Linked DNA regions of Canis lupus: region 1 is linked to region 2. Evidence: chromatin contacts called from public Hi-C data. All regions are on one chromosome and are shown on one strand. Each heading gives the region's core, a stretch centred on a gene start, on an enhancer-like site or on the middle of the called end of the contact. The rest is flanking DNA. Distances are from core to core; before and after follow the strand shown. Region 1 holds the start of ASCC1 (activating signal cointegrator 1 complex subunit 1). Region 2 has its middle 30 kb from the start of PSAP.

Region 1 (3,892 bases), core at 89-2,588, 240 kb after region 2:
TAGGCCACTCCTCAAAGATGTACATCGCTCATTGAGAAGCCAAGCTTCTAGTCACCACATAATGAGCCAAGAATTAAGGGAACAAGGCACCTGGGTGGCTCAGTGGTTGAGCATCCACCTTCCACTCAGGTCGTGATCCTGGTGTCCCAGGATCGAGTCCCGCATCAGGCTCCTCACGGGCAGCCTGCTTCTCCCTCTGCCCATGTCTCTTCCTCTCTCTCTGTGGTCTCTCACAAATAAATAAATAAAATCTTTAAAAAAAAAAAAAAAAAGAATTAAGGAAACAAAGGTTCCTTACTGGCTAGCTGTGATTAAGTTCAACCAATGTTCCTAACCACATAGGTTACGGTCTTGGAAGCCCACGATTAAAGAAAAAGCCCCAAAACAATTACTTAATGCACTTGTGCATTTTGGGCACAAAAGGCATTAAAATGTAATGCATTAAAATTTAAACTTTAAACAGTGCATTAAAATTTAAGTTTCAATTTAAACAACTAAAGCCCAGGGCAGCCCTGGTGGCTCAGCGGTTTAGCGCCGCCTTCAGCCCAGGGCCTGATCCTGGAGTCCCAGGATCAAGTCCCACGTCAGGCTCCCTGCATGGAGCCTGCTTCTGCCTGTGTCTCTGTGTCTCTTTCTCTCTCTCTCTCTCTTTCTCTGTGTCTATCATGAATAAATAAATAAAATCTTTAAAAAAATTAAATAAAAAAATAAACAACTAAAGCCCCCAAAACACTTAATGCACTTGTGCATTGATCATGTGCACAAGTAAGTGCAACTGATCAATGCACTAAGTCCTTAAAGCCCAATCCAACCCTCAGCAAGTGACGTCGCTGTGGTTAGTGACGTCACTGTGGTTGGTGACGTGATTACAGAACCAAGGGGGGATTTTGCGTTGTGAGAAGTAACACCATGGAAGATAAACCCTCGGACGACGCCGGGATCCATCAGCAACAGAGTTCTGACATTACGCCCGTGGTGGCCTATTCCACAGGGCCTCACAAAATTAAAAAATAAAAAATAGGCGCTTCACAAAAGGAGCCTTTGATGATTAGGTCGGACCCTCAGACCTCGGCTCTGGAGTAAGGGACAGCAAACTTCACCTGCCTTTCCCGTAGGGCACCGGGCCTACGAGACTGTCTGAAAGACGGGGGGCTGACCCGCGTAACCCTGCTTCGTGGCAGTCTGGAGAGCGCGGAGAGCAGAGGGCCTTCGATGTCGTGGGGGAAGGTGAAGCCTTGAATCATAAAAACAAGCCAAAAAAAGCGAGGAACCCCGGGGCGGCAGGACCCCCGCCGTAAAGCCAGGTAGGCGCGCAAGACCCGGAAGTCCTCTGCGGGAGCGCGCGATCCAGCCCCGGCCTCGCCCCGGCCACGCCCCCACCAGCCCCTCCCGGCGCGCGGGCGCGCGCACGTCGCCGGCTTCCTCCGCGCGGGCGCGCGCACGCCGCCGTCCTCGTCGTTGTAAACGCTGCCGCTCTGGCTGGCCCTTGGGGGCGGGGCTGTAGGGGAAAGCGCCAAATCCGCTGAGGTAAGTGGCCGAGGGCTTAGGGACCCCCCGGGAGCTTGGTGGAAGGGAGTCGATCCGTGGGATCCTACCTGCAGGGACTAGTAAAATGGAGAAGATAGGAGGAGAGACTGGAGCCTGCTTCGGTGGGAGCGTGAGAGGAAATTTCCTTAGGCCGCGCCGGACGGGGTGCGCATGCGCGCGGAGAGCTGGCGCCTGCGCGGTGGGGCGGCGCGGGTAGCATCGCCCCCTTGAGACCGAGCGGGAAAAGGGCAGGAAAAGCTTGCCTTGGAGTTGGTTCGGCAGCCGCGGGCGCTCTTCCCCCGCGGTTTCCAGCACCCCCTCCTTTTTTTTTTTTTTTTTTTTTTTTTTTTTTTTTTCCCTCGCCACCGCACCTGGTGTTTAGCTGCTGCCTCGGTTTGGGTGGTGAGCTCGCGGTTCAAGTGGAACGATTTGTTGATGGTGGAATTCGACGATTGCTTCTAATAATCTGGCATCGTGCCAGAAATACTTTCCTAAAGCATCTTTTTCATAAGGAGACTTATTCTAAAGGGAGGAATTCTTTTTAATAGGTATACATCCGACAGGAAGTAAAGTTGATGAAAACGGAAGTCATCCCTGTCGTACCTGGAGTAGATGGTTGATCATGCTGCGCCCCGCGCCCCCCCTCCCCCCCCCCCCAGGGTGGTCTTGCTCGGCTCTGGGCATCTCTAAGGCCAGCGGACTCAGCTTCCCTTCGAGAGCCAAAGCCCAGGCTACTTCATCATGAACATTTATTCATTAGGCAGAGTTTTGCTGAGGACCTGCCTGGGGCCCAGCAGCCTGGGGTGGGAGAGAGTTGTGTTAATACAAAATGTATTAGATCTGCAGAATGAGGAAGGGAAAAAAAAAAGAAAAAAAAAAAAAAAAAACCTCAATAATGGACCAACCCTCGTGACAGCCCGCTTCTCCATCCCTCCCGTGTAACCTTTGCTGAGCCACTAGCCCTGCGTTCTGTCATTTGTTCGGTATTCATTCAGGAAACGTTCTGACCCAGGTTGTGCTAGGCCTCGAGGATAGAAAGACAACTCATTTCACCACCACCACCCCTGTTTTCCTAGATCATAGAATTCTTCTTGAACTCCTGAACCTTAAAAATGAGAGTGTCAAGTGCATAGATGGAGGGCACCTTCCCTCTTGCTGAGCAGAGATCCTTTCCCTTCTGCGAGCTTGCTGACTCTGCCAAACGCAGAGAATTAAAACCTCTCTTGAGTGTGTTTGGACATACTATGGATAAAAAACTGGGATCTGCATGGGCGGGGGGTGGGGGGGATTCAGGAGTCAATATCCATTACTAATTTTGGATAGCTGATACTGAATGTTTACTGTGCCTGTGACTATCCCAAATGCTTTGGTTATATTAACCATTGTGACACCTTTATGAAGGAGGTACTATTATTATCCCCATCTTAGACATGAGGTGACTGAGGAGCAGAGAGGTGAAGGGATTTGTCCAGAGCCATACAGCAAGCTAAATAGCAAAACCACCACCTGAACCCAGAGCCTGAACTCTAACTCTAACCACTATGCTGTTTTACCTCTCACATGGCACGTGATATGCCCACAAAGCCATTGCTTGAAGAATGTCACAGCATGTAAGCTAACGTTTGTATAGCTCAGTTTTGTTTGTTCATCTGTAAAGCGAGGGAATCCGACGAGATGACCTTTAAGGAATTTTGTGGTTCCTGTGAAATGTTTAATTCATTTAGCAAGCATTTATTTAAATCAACAGCTACTTAGTATAGGCCAAGCATTGTATTTGGTTCTGATGATCAGAATGCCTGCCTTCATAAAGCAGTGTGACAAAGCAGGGGTTTATTGTTTATTGTTCGCTTCACTCTACCTCCTGTTACCATCTGCTGACAGCATGTAAAATTCAACCTGAATCTTTAAAGCTAGAAATTACTTAGGTGTTATTCTATCTACCTCAGCAGTAAACTGCTTATTTATGTAAAAGTAGCTTTGTGCTAATTGCGCACTCCAGTTTCCAACCCTGGCCATTTTGTGTATTGAATGATAGTAGTTCTGAGTTTGAAGGAAAATGGGATGAAAGGGAATTCCTTTGATTATACTCAGTTTAGAAGTCACACTGCATCTAGCCTTTGAAGCTGTCCTCACTCTGGCAGTCCCTAGGGAGCTGTGCTGAGCAACTGATTTCAAAATATAAAGTATCCTTTGCATTTGCAACTGAATAGAGAATTTTTCAAGGTGTAGGAAGAAGATTAGAGTTTTAAGTCTTAGGTGAGATAAACACTTCACTGTAGGTTCTGCTCTGAACTGGTGGAAAATAAGACTGAGTACCTGTCCAAAAGATGGCTAAATTATCTGTGTTCTTTGTTTGAATCCCAAC
Region 2 (3,936 bases), core at 846-3,345:
CATGCATTTTTTTTTAAAGATTTTTATTTATTTATTCATAGAGACAGAGAGAAGGAGAGGCAGAGACACAGGCAGAGGAAGAAGCAGGCATCATGCAGAGAGCCTGATGTGGGACTCGATCCAGGGTCTCCAGGATCACGCCCTGGGCTGCAGGCGGCGCCAAACCACTGCGCCACTGGGGCTGCCTGCCCACCATGCATTTTTAAGTAAGAAAGACAAATACTGAACAGCATGTATTGTATATGATCCTTGTGTTTTTTTAAAAGCCTACATATGGGGCACCTGGGTGGTTCCGTCAGTTAAGCAGAGGACTCTTGATTTCAGCTCAGGTCATGATCTCGGGCTGGTAGGAGGATCTGTGCTCAGCTGGAGATTCTTTCTCCCTCACCCTTTGCCCCTCCCCTGAATTGTGCATGCTCTCTCTCTCTCTCTCTCTCTCTGTCTCTCTCTCTCTAAAAATAAATAAAATCTTTAAAGAAATGAAAAATAAAAAGCCTACGCATGTGCAATATAGAAAATTGCATGCATTTGCATGCAAAAAAAATATGATGCACACCAAACCTTCAGAATCCTTACTACAATTAATAGTTATGCACTTGTTTTCCCACTTATTTGTCAACTTGCCTTCACTACACAGTGATTTCGCAGAAGCAGGAACCATGTCTGTTCAGTGACACATCCTTGGGCCCAGAACATCCCGTAGCCCATGATAGGTCCTCAGGAAATATCTGTTAAAAGAGACACGAGCAGAAAAAGAGAAAGGAGAGAAAAAAAAGAAAGAAAGAAAAGGAAAGAAAGAAAAATTTGTCCAGAGGAAGAAGAAAGAAGAAGGCAGGGGAGAGGTCCTGGCAGTCCACTGTCTTGCTACCCCGAGCACTGGCCAGAGGGCCCCGGCCTCGGCCTCGGAATCAAGCTTGGATTGGGTCCCTGCTCTCCCACGAACTCTCTGGTGACCTTGGGCAAGAAGGAGGAAAGAAAGAAGAAAGTCAGACTTGGAATTTCACGTTTACAAGTTTAAGCGGTTGAATTTTTAAAAATAAAGATTTTATTTATTATTCATGAAGACCCACAGAGAGGGGCAGGGACACCGCCGAGGGAGAAGCGGGCTCCCCGCAGGGCAGGCCTCGATCCCAGGACCCCGCTCACGCCCGGGGCCGAAGCCAGACGCTCAGCCGCTGAGCCCCCAGGCGCCCCCCAAAATAGTTTCATCGTAAAATAAAACAGAGCCGGCAACTCCTGGGCTTCCCCGCCCGCCAGGCGCCCCCCGCCCCCCAGCAGGGAGCGTGGCCCCGACTTCTCCGGGGCTCGGGGCGGGCGGCGGGGGCGGGGGCGGAGGCTCTGGGGCAGCTCCCGCCCGGGCCCCGCTCGCTCCGAGGACACCCCGCTCCCCCCCTCCCCTCCCCTCCCCTCCCCCCGCCCCGCCCCTTGCGCAAGACCCCCGGCGCCCAGATCCTCATCCTCTTTCGAAACGCAGTTTCAGGTCGTCCCCGCGGACCCCGCAGTCGGCTCTCCAAGGAAGGAGAAGCGAAAGAGGATCCGAAAGCGCGCGGAGGGCCTGCACGTTCGGGTTCAGGCCGCCCCTGGGGGTGGGGGTGGGGGTGGGGGTGGGGGGCCCGGGGTTGGGCGGTGGGGCCCCCGGAGGCCCGCGGCGGGGCCGACACCTGCGCGCGTCCACAGCGCGGCGCCCACGCGGCCCGGTCGCTTCGCCCCTTCCCGCAGCCCCGGCTCATCCCGCGGACGCCAGCAGCGCGCCTCTGCCTCCCTCCCTGCTTCCCTCCTTCCCTCCCTCCCTCCTCCTTTCTTCCTTTCCCTCCCTCCTTTCCTCCTTCCTTCCTTCCTTCCCTCCTTCCTTCCTTCCCTCCTTTCCTCCTTCCTTCCCACCTTTCCTCCCTCCCTCCCTCCTTCCTTCCCTCCTTCCCTCCCTCCTTTCCTCCTTCCGTCCCTCCCTCTTTCCTTCCCTCCCTCCTTCCCTCCCGGGCCACCTCCTCCGGCAGCACCCGGGCTCCCCCCTCCTCAGGAACTCTCTCCGGAGCTCCTCTGCACTGCCCACCACACCTCGGGGAAAGCCCCCCCCACCCCTCGGCCACCTGGGTTGTCAAATGGGGCTGAGGCCGAGGCCTGCAGAAGTGCTGAGGACCACCGGGCACCTCGCACCTTCCACCCCAGAGAGGAAGGAGGCGGAGGCCTGAATTCCACCCTGTCCCCACCTCTCCCTGCTGCTCAGAGGCCCTGCCGCGGGCCTGCCGCTTCCCTGGCCCAGTCACCCCATCCCTGGGTCCCCGTTTCACACTCATCCCTAAAATGAAGGAGTTGAGGCCCCTGGATTTTATATTAGAGTTAGAAATACTAACGAGGCCTGCCCCTGGGCTCATGTGAAGAAGGCAGCTTTGGGTATTCCTCAAGCCTGTGGTCTAGGCCTGGGTCCCAGAGTCCTTGGTTCCCTGCCCCATCCTGAATCCTGCCTCTCCCCCTACAGCCCCCCACCCCCAGCAACATCCCTGCCCCTGCAACCATCCCTCTCAATGTGGCTCTTCCTCTGGCCCTGGCCCTTGAACTCCCCATCTCCCACCCCCAGAGACCCTACTTCCTTCAGGGGAGCTCTTCCTGCTGCTCCTTTTTCTTTACACTGGCCAGGAGCCAGGCATGAGACCACTGGGCCATTTCCCTCCCCTGAGTCTCCCACAGTCCCCCAAATTTGTAGGATCTCGTTCTCTGAGCTGCACATGCTGCTGCCCACAGCATCTCTCCCCTTGGTCCCTCCAGATGCAATGCAGTCACTCCACACCTTCCAGTTTACACCATTCATTGGCGTCATCCATCAGTTCCTAGATATTATTAACCATGACCACCAGCCCTGTGTCAGGCCTGTGGGGATGCAGGAGAGAACTAGAGCTGACCTGCCCTCTGTGGATTCACAGCTCTAGTGGGGAGACAGACCCAGGAATAGGGAGAGTGAGAGATAAATGCTCTGATGGGTGATTACAGGGCTGCCAGGGCACTTGACTCAGACTTAGGAGGGTCAGGAAGGGCTTCCTAGAGGAGGTGGTATCTAAGGTGAGACTTGGAAGGTGAGTTATCAGGCTAGTGCAGCAGGTAGGAAAGGGTTTGGGGGCAGAGGAAATAGCATGTACAAAGGCCCTGAGGAGACAGAGAATATGCTACCTGCAGGGCCCTGGAGAGATAAGGCTGGACCTGGAGGACGCCACCCTGAGGACAGGAACAGTTCTGGAGTTTGGAAGGACTCCGTTCTCTGCTACCTCTCTGGCTGTCCAGGCCGTCAGAGGCCCTGACATTCCACAGCTTCTTGAAGATCAAGTCACGCAGATGCTGTGCAGCAGATGTGCCTGCAAGCACCCAGTTCCAGGCCAGCACCCTCACCATGGCGCCGGCCCATGGTGACACAGCAGAGGTTACCAAAGGCAGCCAGCCTGAAGTCACAGACTGCTCCCTGGGGGACCCTCCCCTGGCCCCAGCCTGGCCTCAGTCACCCTCTGTGATAGACAACGTTCCTGTCTACCCCAAATTCGCATGTTGAAATCCTAACCCCCAATGTGATGCCATTAGGAGGTGGGACCTTGGGGCAGTAGGTCGGTCATCAGGGTGGAGGCCTCGCGAATGGAGCCAGTGCTCTTATAAAAGGGACCTCAGAGAGCCTCCTGGTGCTTTTCTTTATTTTTTTTATTTTTATTTATTTATGATAGGTACACAGTGAGAGAGAGAGGCAGAGACATAGGCAGAGGGAGAAGCAGGCTCCATGCACCGGGAGCCCGACGTGGGATTCGATCCCGGGTCTCCAGGATCGCGCCCTGGGCCGAAGGCAGGCGCTAAACCACTGCGCCACCCAGGGATCCCCTTCCTGGTGCTTTTCTTCTCCATGTGAGTCTATGATGAGACATCGACAGTCTGCATCTTGGAAGAGGGGCCTCTCTGGAACGT

The links. Hi-C and Micro-C count contacts between places; a contact is called where the count stands out from the background.
Region 1: a Hi-C map of blood shows a contact between it and region 2, with 2.7 times the contacts expected there. The contact joins the promoter of ASCC1 here to the enhancer-like site in region 2. A contact is called at or near these places in 3 of 9 Hi-C or Micro-C datasets (amygdala and blood).

Annotation. Positions count from the first base shown.
Region 1 is chr4:23,610,172-23,614,063 of UU_Cfam_GSD_1.0, forward strand. It overlaps ASCC1 (activating signal cointegrator 1 complex subunit 1), which reads right to left and starts at 1,339. Exons shown (of 10, transcript XM_038534276.1): 1 at 1,101-1,339. The coding sequence starts at 1,244. The region is part of intron 1 of ANAPC16 (anaphase-promoting complex subunit 16); the gene reads left to right.
Region 2 is chr4:23,367,551-23,371,486 of UU_Cfam_GSD_1.0, forward strand. No RefSeq gene overlaps it. Among named protein-coding and RNA genes, the nearest start is that of PSAP, 30 kb to the left of the region's middle. Within about 2 kb of position 2,096, at least 7 of the 20 cell types and tissues checked have an H3K27ac peak or open chromatin away from gene starts, as enhancers often do. A contact at or near this core is called in blood, where this site is marked.